Regions from separate parts of the Sus scrofa genome. Here all the other regions are linked to region 3. Evidence: chromatin contacts called from public HiChIP or PLAC-seq data. All regions are on one chromosome and are shown on one strand. Each heading gives the region's core, a stretch centred on a gene start, on an enhancer-like site or on the middle of the called end of the contact. The rest is flanking DNA. Distances are from core to core; before and after follow the strand shown. Region 1 has its middle 210 kb from the start of EGFLAM. Region 2 overlaps LOC106506470 (a long non-coding RNA gene). Region 3 overlaps LOC397451 (leukemia inhibitory factor receptor). Region 4 overlaps EGFLAM (pikachurin).

Evidence for each region. HiChIP or PLAC-seq counts read pairs in DNA pulled down with a chosen protein or histone mark.
Region 1: an H3K27ac HiChIP or PLAC-seq map of skeletal muscle shows a contact between it and region 3. The contact joins two enhancer-like sites. A contact is called at or near these places in 1 of 47 Hi-C or Micro-C datasets (fibroblasts) and 1 of 2 datasets of contacts at active chromatin or transcription factors (skeletal muscle).
Region 2: a contact with region 3 is called in an H3K27ac HiChIP or PLAC-seq map of skeletal muscle. The contact joins two enhancer-like sites. A contact is called at or near these places in 2 of 47 Hi-C or Micro-C datasets (heart right ventricle and psoas muscle) and 1 of 2 datasets of contacts at active chromatin or transcription factors (skeletal muscle).
Region 4: a contact with region 3 is called in an H3K27ac HiChIP or PLAC-seq map of skeletal muscle. The contact joins two enhancer-like sites. A contact is called at or near these places in 1 of 47 Hi-C or Micro-C datasets (fibroblasts) and 1 of 2 datasets of contacts at active chromatin or transcription factors (skeletal muscle).

What each region holds. Positions count from the first base shown.
Region 1 is chr16:23,608,297-23,611,487 of Sscrofa11.1, forward strand. No RefSeq gene overlaps it. Among named protein-coding and RNA genes, the nearest start is that of EGFLAM, 210 kb to the left of the region's middle. Within about 2 kb of position 1,660, at least 31 of the 83 cell types and tissues checked have an H3K27ac peak or open chromatin away from gene starts, as enhancers often do. A contact at or near this core is called in skeletal muscle, where this site is marked.
Region 2 is chr16:23,958,393-23,961,318 of Sscrofa11.1, forward strand. The region is part of intron 3 of LOC106506470 (a long non-coding RNA gene); the gene reads right to left. Among named protein-coding and RNA genes, the nearest start is that of OSMR, 81 kb to the right of the region's middle. Within about 2 kb of position 1,564, at least 5 of the 83 cell types and tissues checked have an H3K27ac peak or open chromatin away from gene starts, as enhancers often do. A contact at or near this core is called in skeletal muscle, where this site is marked.
Region 3 is chr16:23,745,159-23,748,003 of Sscrofa11.1, forward strand. LOC397451 (leukemia inhibitory factor receptor) reads right to left here. Exons shown (of 20, transcript XM_021076925.1): 1 at 1,498-2,845; 2 at 451-605. The coding sequence starts at 1,706. Among named protein-coding and RNA genes, the nearest start is that of OSMR, 290 kb to the right of the region's middle. Within about 2 kb of position 1,448, at least 9 of the 83 cell types and tissues checked have an H3K27ac peak or open chromatin away from gene starts, as enhancers often do. A contact at or near this core is called in skeletal muscle, where this site is marked.
Region 4 is chr16:23,583,777-23,586,995 of Sscrofa11.1, forward strand. It overlaps EGFLAM (pikachurin), which reads left to right. Exons shown (of 24, transcript XM_021076641.1): 19 at 1,551-1,629. Among named protein-coding and RNA genes, the nearest start is that of EGFLAM, 180 kb to the left of the region's middle. Within about 2 kb of position 1,340, at least 16 of the 83 cell types and tissues checked have an H3K27ac peak or open chromatin away from gene starts, as enhancers often do. A contact at or near this core is called in skeletal muscle, where this site is marked.

The DNA.
Region 1 (3,191 bases), core at 410-2,909, 140 kb before region 3:
AAAGATGCTGTGGATGAGAGGGCAGCAGCGTAGGGCAGCTGGTCACAGGGGAGGCTCAGGGTAGGAGAACAGGGTAAGAGACAGCATAGCCCAAGGTGGGGTGAGTGAGCTCTTGGACCCTCTCAGTGGCCAAAAATCAGGAGATGCAACTTAGAGCAGAGGAAGTTGGGAGGATATAACCCTTGTCCTGAAGCTGAGGGATCAGACCTGGGTTCAGATGGGCAGGAGAGCTAGCCCGGCGTTGTGGTCCCCCCGACCCCACCCCACCACCTCCATTTCCTCTGTGAATGTATCTGCTATCTATTGCCACAATAGTGCTATATGACAAATGACCACAAAACCTCAGTGGCACACCACAAGACATGCTGCCTGCTTACATGCCTTGAGTGGTCAGCTGGGCAGCTCTGCTGATCCTGGCTGGGCTTCACTAGGTGGCTCTGGCCTCAGCAGGACTTGTTCACTCATATAGGGTGGCTCGCTTAGCGTGGCCATGGCCGGGATGGTGAGGTGACTTGGGTCTGCTCCAGCCTCCTCCTGGGACCAGCAAGCCAGCCTGATGTGCCCTTTGCATGACCACAGGGGAGGCCGAGGGCCCTGGAATCGAGGTCTAAGGCCTTTTCTAGCCTAGGTTTGGAAGCACCTTGTGTCACTTCTGCTACATCCTATCAATCGGAGTCCATACATTCAAGAGATAAAGAAACGCCACCTCCATCATGATTACAGGTCGCCTGGCACAGGGCCTGGGGTACAGAGGAGGTGGAAAATCAGGGCCATCAGTGCAGTCAAAGCCCCACAGCAAGTCCTGCGCTGTTGAGGGCGGGGCTGTGAGAGGAGGAGGGAGTCCGCGGCTGTGGTGTGTCCGTAGGACCCTTGGAGCTGGGAGGGGTCCTGTGAGGTTGCGATGACAGGCCCAGCCCGGGGTTGCAGCTTCGGCTCCTCCAGCCCTGCCTACTGCACTCCCGTTTTTCCATTTTTCTGTTCTCCGGCCTGTGGCCTGATACTTGTAGGCCATGTTGTTGTGCGGAGGAAGGACTGGCGGGGGGACAGGATCTGTGTCATGGCTTTTGGGCAGCAGCTCTGCGCAGAAGGCCAGCTGGGCTCTTGGCTAGATGGAGAGGTTTGAGGAGCAGCCAGGGAGCGTGGAGTTGAAGGCAGCCCCTGATGGCTCAGGAAGGATGTCATGAAGCATAGGTCCCTGAAAAGCGTTTGTTCCAGTCAGGAGCTGAGAAAATTCCCCAGAACTTCCCGTGTGTTCTTGAAGCAAGGACGGCTGGGGTGGGGTCAGAGAAGGGAACGTTCCTGCTTTTCCCGCTAAACCTGACTTTGACAGCATGCATTTCCTCTAAGCCCAGCTTTGGGATCTCTCTCACGAAGGTTTGTGGGCTCTCTTTGGTCCCCAGGCTGCTCCAGAACCCGGGAAGCGGCAGCTCGGGCAACCCTGCCCTCAGGCGCCACTCTGAGCAGCTGTGCTGCTCTCCTGCCCTCTTGTTTGCCTTCAGTTTCCAAGCCCGGTCCTGCCCCGTCTCCAGGCCCCTTGGACACGAACAGGCCCTCTGGTTTCTACACACAAAGGGCCCTGGTTTCAGAGGGACCGGGGCTTCCCTTCCCACGTCCCTCCTCTCCTTCCCACCAACCCACCTCTGCTCCTCTCCTGCTTGCAAGGAGCTGCCTCCTCTCCAAGTGGGAGGAAGGATCTCGGAAACGTGCCCGGAGCTGGCAGGCCCAGTGCTTTCCATTTGGAGGAAATGCTGCATTTTTCACCTTTCACCCAGAAAAATATGGTTCTCAGCAAGCTTGTTTGTAGCGCTGAGAGTTCCCAAAGGAAGGAGAATAGGGAGTTGGGGAGGGGGTGCTCACGGCCCCTCGCAGGGCCCGAGGGCCAGCCCCCTGCCCCCGAGGCCGAGCTTCCCGGGGAGGGAGGCACAGGGGCAGCCTGCAATGGCCCAGCTGCTGGGGAAAATGAAGGCGGAGAATTCCAGCTCCACGTGGAAAGCTGAGTCATCCTTTAGGAGACCAAGCATTGGCTGTTTCACGTTCCCTTCTTGGCCTCTCCAGGAACACACAGTGGCTGCCCTTGAAGGTGGAGGTGGGGGTAGGCGGGTGCCGGTCCCTTAATGGAGAAGGGTTCTTTTGGCTTATCTTGTCAAAAGCAGGGAAGAAGTGCACCAGGCCTGCCATCCAGAAGGAGCCCACCAAAAAAGCAAATACAAACCAACAAACCGAAAAAGGAGTTCCTGCTGTGGCGCAACGGGATCACTGTCTTGGGAGCACTGGGACGCAGGTTCCATCCCCGCACAGTGGGTGAAGGATCTTCCGTTGCTGCAGCTGTTGCTTAGGTTGCAGCTGTGGCTCAGACCTGATCCCTGATGATATGGTCAGGGAACTCCTTATACCCCAGGGGCAGCCAAAAAACAAACAGAAGGAGCCCAGAAGTTCCTGTTGTGGCGCAGTGGTAACGAATGCAACTAGTACCCATGAGCACTCAGATTTGTTCCCTGGCCCTGCTCAGTGGGTTAAGGATCTGGCGTTGCCCTGAACTTTGATGTAGGTCTAAGATGTGGCTTGGATCCCGCATTGTTGTTGCTATGGTGTAGGCCAGCAGCTGTGGCTCTGATTCAACCCCTAGCCTGGGAACTTCCACATGCCACGCATGCGGCCCTAAAAAGCAAAACAAAAGCAAAAACAAAAACAGAAGGAGCCCAGAGGGGAGAGGGCTGCCAGCAGGGAGTCAACATCGGAATCCAGAAAAAGGAATTTGGGCTGCTTCTGCCCACTCCACCATAGTTATATCACCAAATGGAGGAGGCAGGGTCATTCAGCAGCATCGGAAGTAGCTTTTTCTACAGCACACGTGAAACAGACAAGGGCAATATAAGCAGCCCTGCCTAGGTCAAGCATTTGAGGCTGAAGGCATTTAAGCCAGGGGTCTTCGTCCAAGTGACAGGCTGTCCTTAGGAAGTCCCAGCTGATAGGTGGTGCTATTCAGGCAGCAAAATGACTAATCCAGTTCAACAGCCGGGTCTGGCTTCTGAGAGAGACCCTGTGAGTAATTGCACTTCAAACTCATGTTCAAAGAATGTTCACATATTTGATCTCAACAACAGCCCTCCTTTGATGATGGCAGGAGCAGATGGCAAGGCCAGTCTGACTTGGGAGGATGGAGGCTGGCCGGAAAGGCCAAGAGACTTGCC
Region 2 (2,926 bases), core at 314-2,813, 210 kb after region 3:
CCAGGAGCCTACAAATATATTTTTATTTGATCCTCAGAATGATTTTACAACACTGGGAAATATCATATTAAAAAAAAGAATTTTCAGAGTTCCTGTCATGGCACAATGGAACCAAATCCTATTAGGAACCATGAGGTTGCAGGTTTGATCCCTGGCCTCGCTCAGTGGGTTAAGGATCCAGCATTGCTGTGAGCTGGGGTGTAAGTCGCACATGTGGCTTGGATCTGGCATTGCTGTGGCTGTGCTTAGGCTGGCAGCTGTAGCTCCAATTGGACCCCTAGCCTGGGAACCTCCATATGCCATGGATATGGCCCTAAAGACCAAAAGAAAAAAAAAAAAAAAAGAATTTTCCAGCTTTTTTGGAAAAATTCTGAAGCTGTGGCAATGCTGCATTTGTAATCTTCATGGAAAAACCCACCAGACTGAGGAGAGACTGTCCTGTTATGCAGGACATGCCCTCTTCAATTTGCCACAGCCCTGGATACTCTCTGGTGCCTTGAACCTGGTCCACTTCTCCAGGTTAGGTTACTGGCCTGGCGGGTGATAAAGTTACCTGGCGGGTGTTTAATACCCCACAGCACATGCAGTTGGGGCCCGTGGTTTAGGGGGTTTGAGGACGAGGGCTAACCCCCTGGTTAGTCCATTTCTCTTTCCAGCCCGTGTACATGGTTGAATTCAGAATGGAAAGACCTTGTAGAACAGCCTGAAAATCAGGAAGTCGGGAAACAAAGGTGATGCCCCCAAAGAGCTGTGAGCAGCAGAGGAGATTCTAAGAGGAGTGCAGGGGAGGCTGCGTCCTTCTGCCCAGCTCAGGTGTTGGCCTTGGACTCTCACCTGCATGTGAGCCCCTGGGGTTTGCAATACCAGCTGACAGAAGCCCTGGTCCCTGGATTATTTAACTCAGCACTGCAGCTGCTGTACACTGTCTGGATTCTCTTGAAGACATTAATACATATCTGGCAGTACCGACTCAAGTCATATTCTGGCTTGGGAGGATTCTGGAAGAGCGCTAGAAGGAATTTTCCATGCCAAGTTATGTAATCCAGGGTCTACCACAAATCCTGGCCCACGATCGCTGAATAAATACTCGTTGAAGATGAATGAACCTTGTGCGAGTTACTTTTCCTCCTACTTCTATAAAGCGAGGGGTTTTCGCTGAGCTGCTCTTTAAGACCTCGTGCAGCTCAGACATTCTATAGTTCTATGGATTTCTAAGTATTTCCAGGCAAAGTCGAGGTCAGCAACCAGGGGTCTCATCCATTTCCTGGGCAGAGTAAAGCAGATTTTAATGATGTCAGAAAAAAGAAGCACGAAGGCTCTGATTTTCCACCGCTGAGCTGAGATAATGCCATTAGTCATAGCTGTGTTTCTCAGCATTGGTGTTGGAGCGGGTCGATCAAGAGCGTTTACATTTTGCATATGAGTGGAATTTATTTGCCAGAAATGAATTCATCAGCAATTTGCCTCCAGGACTCGAGAAACGTGGCTGTAATGGGTATGATATACAGGTGAGGCCAGCCTGCACAGGCCAGCCAGGTGGCTGGGGCTGCCCAGCTGCCATAAATGAAAGAGCACTCCCGGGCCCCTTGCCCGGTGACTTTCTCCTGTTAGCCTGCTTCACTGCCTAATATCCCCACGATTAGTCACACCTTTGAGTTAAGGCCTTGAGAGTTGGTCTCCAGATGCTCCAGCATGCGAAGAGGGATTTTAAATCAAAACATTTGTATTCATTACCATTGGAAGAGTCATTGTCTCAAACAATAATGCTGATATTTGCAAATCTACTATTGAGCACCCATCCTGTACCAAGCACCCTATACAGCACCAAATGCTTTTTCATTTCATCCATGCAACTCCCTCCGTGACAAGTAGTATATTTATCCCTGTTTATAGGCCTGGCAAGAGCCAGAGGTCATACAACTCAAAGTGGATTCCAACCCAGATTCTATATTTTCTCTCTCTCTCAGGTTACTACTCACAGTGCAGTGCACAATCAAATGCACAGCTGGATGGATATTTACATACATATCATTATCCAACCATCACTCAGACCAAGACAAAGAATACTGCCAGCACCCCAGGGGGCTCCCTGTGTCCGCTCCCAATTAGTCCCTCAGCACCCCTCCCCTACAAAGGGTACAGAGGCCTACTATCTACCTGTTAGGCCACTTGAAGGGAGGTGCTAGCCCAGGCAAGCTCAGGGGAAAAATGGTCCAAGAAAAAGAATATTAGTGAATGGATTAAGAAGATATGGTATATATACCCAACGGAATACTACTCAGCCAATAAAAAAGAACACAATAATGCCATTTGCAGCAATATTGATGGAACCAGAGACTCTCATACTAAGTGAAGTAAGTCAAAAAAAGAAAAACACCATATGATATCACTTACATCTGGAATCTAATATAGGGCACAAATGAAACTTTCCACAGAAAAGAAAATGATGGACTTGGAGAATAGACTCGTGGTTGCCAAGGGGGAGGGGGAGGGAGTGGGATGGACTGGGAGTCTGGGGTTAATAGATGCAAATTACTGCCTTTGGAGTGGATAAGCAATGAGATCCTGCTGTATAGCACAGGGAATTATATCTACTCACTTGTGACAGAACATGATAGAAGATAATGTGAGAGAAAGTACATATATATATATATATATGTACGTATATATGTATGACTGGGTCACTGCTGTACAGTAGAAATTGACAGAACACTGTAAACCAACTATATAATGGAAAAAATAAAAATCATTTAAAAAAAAAAGAACATTGGGAGAGGGCAGGGTAGGAAGACCACAGGACAGAGCTGTCTCTGGGGAGAGAAGAGGGCTTGTCTTTAGGCGGCAGTGGCCCCTGCAACATGCCCAGCTACTGCCCAGGTGGCTGGGACATCCCACAGCGTCTCCAAAGCATGAGGACCTAAGCGTG
Region 3 (2,845 bases), core at 198-2,697:
TATATTATTTAAAGCTGATATTTAGATTTTATTTATGTGACATTTTGAAATTACAGACAGAAAACAGATCATTGCCAGATGGAGGGGGGGATGGGAGGGGCTGACAATAGAAGAGCATGAGAAATATTCTGGAATGAGGCAACTGTTCTGTATCTTGATTGTGCAGATGGTTATATGACTACATATTTGCCAAAACTCACAGAACTTTATCCTAAGAGCGTGAATTTTACTGTATGTAAGTTATACCTTAATTTTTTAGTGGGAAAAGAATATTTAGAGCTATCTTTTATGGGCCTTTTTAAAAGAAACCAAAAAGTACATTAAAAAATAACAAAGAAATGGATTTTAACAACTATCTGAAGGGTTCAGTAAAGACCCAATATTGCCTTTTAATCAAAACAGTAATGACACTGCAATCAGCTCATTTTCCCTGACTCTGGATATACTTACTTTTTTTCTGGCTGTTTACTTGACTCATTAAATACATAAGAAGAAACATTAATAAGAGCCATTGGAAATCGGAAGTCGTCCTCATTCTCCTACTGTCCACCATCCAGGATGGTCTCTTCAAACGTAAGGAAATCATTTGTGAAATGCAGTCAGTCCTGTGTGAGAAGAAAAGTTTCAAATGGTGTTCAAACTGGTCCAAAAGCATCTTTATCCTGTGTACATCAACACTGAAAATGGATACCAACAAATACCAAAACATACTGCATGTTAAAACCATGGAGACACTAGATTCAGCTGCCCCGGCTCTAGGAGACATGATGACTGGACACAGCTGTTGCTCTGGGATGCATTAAAGGGTCAGTTTTCAAGATTATAACTGAGCACATATTTATCGACACTCCAGTACAGAGTACAGAGAAGCAGTGCATAAAACTGAGGTTCTGATAATTTTAAGTGATATGTGAAATGGCTTTTTAAATTTAAATTAGTATATATTAACTTTTAGAGTTACTTATGAAAAGTATTATTGGTATTCTTTTCCACAAATACTGTGATGTAAAGTTCCTATTTCTCATAAATTTAAATTATTTAAATCCCCACCTTCAAGGAATTTAGATGCTAGTTCTAGGGACACATACATAAGTAAGAAATTTAAGATCCTGATATGACTTTAAAAACTAGAGTAAATCAATAGGCATGAGAGCGAGTGAGTGAAAGTCTGTTTTCTGAGCTGGGATCTGACTGATGAGAAGACGGTCATGATAAGATCACAGGAAAGGACAGTAAAAGCAAATATAGAGATCCTAAGACAAAGGCAGCTTATCAGGTTCAAAGGTCAGGAAGAGGGTGGGCTGGTCAGGCCACATGGGGCATCAAAGGGATACCGAAGATTTCTCTAGCTGCTACATAAAGAACAGACTCTAGGGGAGGACAGAGGCAAAGAAACCATACTCCACACGAGATAACTGGTGAGGACCGCAGTTCTAAGGGCAGAGGTGGTGAGAGGTAGGCAGTCTCAGGATCTGTTCTAGAGATGCCGGGTCTTACCCATCCATTACAGGCAGGACAGTGTGGTGCTTATGAACACACACAGGCTCTGAGCTCCAGCTTCTGCACTTAGGTGTGACTGTAATCTCTCTGTGCTTCAGTTTCCTCAACTGTAAAGTAAGGATGATAACTATATTTTGCTTGTAATTTTGTTGTGAAGATTTAATGAGTAAATATATGGAAAGAACCTGGAATAGTGCCAAGCACATATATGTGTTGTAAGTGTATTCTGTATATTATGTGAGGTGTAGGGAGAAGAGAGAAGGCAAATATGCTACTAGATTTGGTGGAAAAAACAATGCTGGCTGGATAGTGGGGCCACTCAAATCCTCTCTGGGTGCATGAAGAAGGAGGCAGTGATTTATGAGGGCTGGAGCTAAAGGGTTTGAAGATCTATTTATGGAAGTCAACTTTGACCATGCTCCTATTCCCCACTCCAACAGAAGTGTTCTCCTGCAGAACATTAAAGAGTTGTTAGGGGGCAGAGCAGCTAACAAAGACATGGTGCCAAGAAGGAAAGCCTTCTACACCTGACACAGGGATTCCTCTGAGTAATGGTGTTCTGTCCACTCTTGCTGAATGAAGGCTGCCAGCCAACAAGTCCTCCCTACATGCTAAAAACTCCTTGTCACACCTAATATTGCCTCATTTTGATACTGGAATAGACAATTGGAGATCATAATGAAAGATCCAAACTTATAAGCAAAGCCTAAATCATTAAAGAGAAACTCAGGATAAGCCGGATCACTAAGAAGAAAATAAAAATTACTCCCAGAGGAAATAGGGATTATGTGAGGAAGAGGAAAACTTAAAAACAAACAAACAAAGAACAAAACAGAAAACTGCCTCTAAATATTATTCTGAGCAGGCACAGCACAGCCATAAAAACAAGAAGAGAATGCAATGAAAAACGAATAATCAAAATAAATGTAGCTCTTATATGTTAAATACATTGGCTGATATTTAAAAAAAAATTTTTTTTTTTTGTCTTTTCTAGGGCCACACCTGTGGCATATGGAGGTTCCCAGGCTAGGAGTCTAATCGGAGCTATAGCTGCCAGCCTACGCCAGAAACACAGCAATGCGGAATTCCGAGCCACATCTGCGACCTACACCACAGCTCACAGCAACGCTGGATCCTTAACCCAGTGAGAAAGGCCAGGGATCGAACCCGCAACCTCATGGTGCCTAGTCAGGTTCGTGCCATGATGGGAACTCAGACACTAAAAAATTTTAATAAACAGATAAGTGACAGTGAGTAATCTTTCAGAATAAGCAAAAGGCAGAAATAGGAAATGTGAGACAGGATGTGAGAAATGGACTTGACAAAGGAAAGGTGATCCAGCATC
Region 4 (3,219 bases), core at 90-2,589, 160 kb before region 3:
TAGTCGGATTCGTTTCCGCTGCACCACAATGGGAATGCCGCTTCTTCCTCCTATTCACTTTAACCAGAGGGCGACAAGTGGGGTGGGCCAGAATTTAAACTGCCCGAGCCTTTCACTTCTGTCTCTAAGAGACCTTCTGGCCCAGCGGGCCCTTGTCCTGGCCTCTGCCTCTTCAGAGGACATAAAGCAATTTCTTGTATAGATACCTCAGAAATTGTCTTTTAAATTTTACCTCTCTTCCTCTGCTTTTCTTTTTTTCTCCCTTTCTTTCTTCTTTTTCTTTTTTATGAAGTTTGCAAACATGCTGTGTGTGACCTGCCCACATAGAAACTTATACTTGGGGGCCCAGTGTCATTAGGTTTTGTGGTGTGCTGTTACCTCTTCTTTCTTTCTTTCTTCCTAATGTTCAGAAGTTAAATTTAAACTCTCTGGTCATCCATAGTGTCCACAATCACACATTTTTCTTTCCTGGGAGTGGAGTCCTTAGTTCAGTGTCTGCTTTGCACCAACCACATATTTATAGTTTTGTGAAACTATAACTGATTTCCTCAGCTGGCTTATTTGCTCTCGTTTTACACATTTCTTTGAACATGAAGTTCATTCTACCTTAATTTCTTTATACTCCCATTTCTGGGTCTTTCAAAAGAGAAAAGAGATATTGCTGTTACGTCTTTAGAAGAAATGCCCTGAATTATCCCTAATTTGTGACACCAAACACAACTGCTTAACCTATTCTCTTGCTAACTGGTGGAAGAGGGTGATTCCTCAAGAAAACGAAGTGACGAGAGGTTGGGAGGAAGGAAACACACTTGTAAAATATTAGAAAGTAAAAAGTGGGCTGAGGGCCAGAAGTGAGGAGGGCCAGACTGGTTCGTGGTCTGTTGCGCTCTGAGCTGCATGAGCTTGGGCAAATCCTTGGTGGTTCTGTGCCTCACTTTCCTCTTCTATAAAGTGGGGACAACCACCCCTCCCTTCCCCCATGCCCCCCACTTCTTCAGGTGATTGCGATGAAAAGCTTGTGACATTGACATGGGAAGGTGGCTTGCAAAAAAAGTCAAAACCTCGTCCCTCTTATTTCACCAGCATCTGAGGTCATGGCTAAAGGGGTTCTGGGCCAGATTGGCTTCAAATAAAGAAATCCTGTGGGGAGTTTGCTGGGGGATTGTTTTCTCTGCCTCCCTAGAGAACATAACACAGTTATTCCCCAGCTGCTCCCCACGTGACCCAAGACCTGCTCTTTGGCTTCCAGGAATCGCTGGGCATGGTTCAGGTTTCAGCATATTGCAAGGCCTTTTGGTAATGCTGAAGCCAGTAGCAGTGGCAGCCAGCCCCAGGGAGGGGACAACGGGGAGACGCCAACTCCAGGCCTTCAGGTCCCGCAGCCCCGAACCGGGCCAAGTGCGTGTGCTGCCAAGAGGAAGGGGCTGACAAGCTGATGAATGTCCTGTTTCCAGGAGCTGGCTTTCTTTGTGTTTTCCTGCCACGGGGTTGAGGGCTGGGGGTCAAGAGAACTACAGACCATGTAACCTCCGTTTTCTCTTCTGTCTCAGCCATCACGGAAGCCATTGAGATCCCGCAGTTTATCGGCCGCAGTTACCTGACGTATGACAACCCAGCCATCCTCAAGAGGTAATAAGCTTCCACCAGCATCTTCCTTATCTCCTGGGGGGGGGTGTCGATTTCTCAGTCTCTTCCGCAGAACTGTTCCTTATCTTGCATGCCAGAAGATAATTCTCCAAGAAGGCACGAGAATTTAGCCACAGTCCCAGGGGAAAAGAACACACAAAATAAACATAGAAACTAGAACAAAACAACACACACGAAAAAAAAAAAAAAACAAACTCAAAAATGCAGCCTTTCAAACAAGCGCCTGACAAACAACTCATACCCTTTCTGGTCAAAGGGCATGGAGAGAAGAGTGTACCCAGACCCGGGATTGCTACCCTTCAGGCTTTGAGAAGCAGTGAGAACTTGATGCTCCAGAAGGCAGGGTTACATGCACTTGCTTCCCCAGCAGGCAGTCAGCTTCCTGCTGTGCTATGGCCAGGGTCTGCCTGGAACCAGTTGCAGAAGGGTTCTGGTGCGCCTCCGCCGCATAGACAGCTCCAAGTCCATGTCCCACTTCGTGTTTTCATCAGCAAGGTCCACTGTCCTCTTCAGGCTCTTACCAGTTCGATGAGGGGCTCCTTAGCTCTCTTCATGTGGAGCATGGCCCAAGGAGATGCCCGAGTCACAGCTGTGGCTCTTTTTTCTTTCCTTTCTGACTGCACCCATGGCATATGGAAGTTCCTGGGCCAGGGATCGAATCCAAGCAGCAGCTGTGATTTACGCCACAGCTGTGGCCACCCCGGACCCTTAGCCCCATGCTCCAGGCTGGGGATTGAACTTGAGCCCCTGCGGAGACAATGCTGGATCCTTAACCTGCTGCTTTACAGTGGAAACTCCACAGATGTGGCTTTTAATTGCTGGTGGCAGAAGCTCCAGCCCCACTCCGAGTCCAAGCTCCTGGTTTGGAATAGCCAACTTACACGACAAGAGAAAAATGGACTCTAGGCAGAATCTTCAATCCAGTGAGTCTCCTCTTTGGCGCTTTTGCTTTGACCTTTTCTCTTCCTTCTCCTTCCCCCAGCTCTTTGTTGTTGATAGCCTGCCACCCCGCACCCACACCATGGTTCTAAGATTTTTTCCATCCCCTTTAGGTTGCTCGCATCTTCACAGACCAAGGCACTTTAAGCCAAAAAAGTATCCAGTTCTTAGGGTGGAATCTGGTGGCTTTTCAAGGAACAAAAGTGGTTGAGAGACATTATCCTGGGCACTGGATGTCCCTCTGAACACATGCCAGACAGACAGGGCTTTGTTTCTCTAATCCCACATTGCATTTATCGAGGTTATCTTTTATTTATTTATTTTTTTTAATTTTTTATTTTTTTGTCTTTTTGCCATTTCTTGGGCAGCTCCTGTGGCATATGGAAGTTCCCAGGCTAGGGGTCGAATTGGAGCTGTAGCCAGCCGCTGGCCTACACCACAGCCACAGCAATGCTGCATCCGACTGCGTCTGCAACCTACACCACAGCCCACAGCACCACCGAATCCTTAACCCACTGAGCAAGGAGGCCAGGGATCAAACCCACAACCTCATGGTTCCTAGTCAGATTTGTTAACCACTGAGCCACGACGTGAACTCCCGTATCGAGGTTATCTTGCATGGGCTTTAGGCAA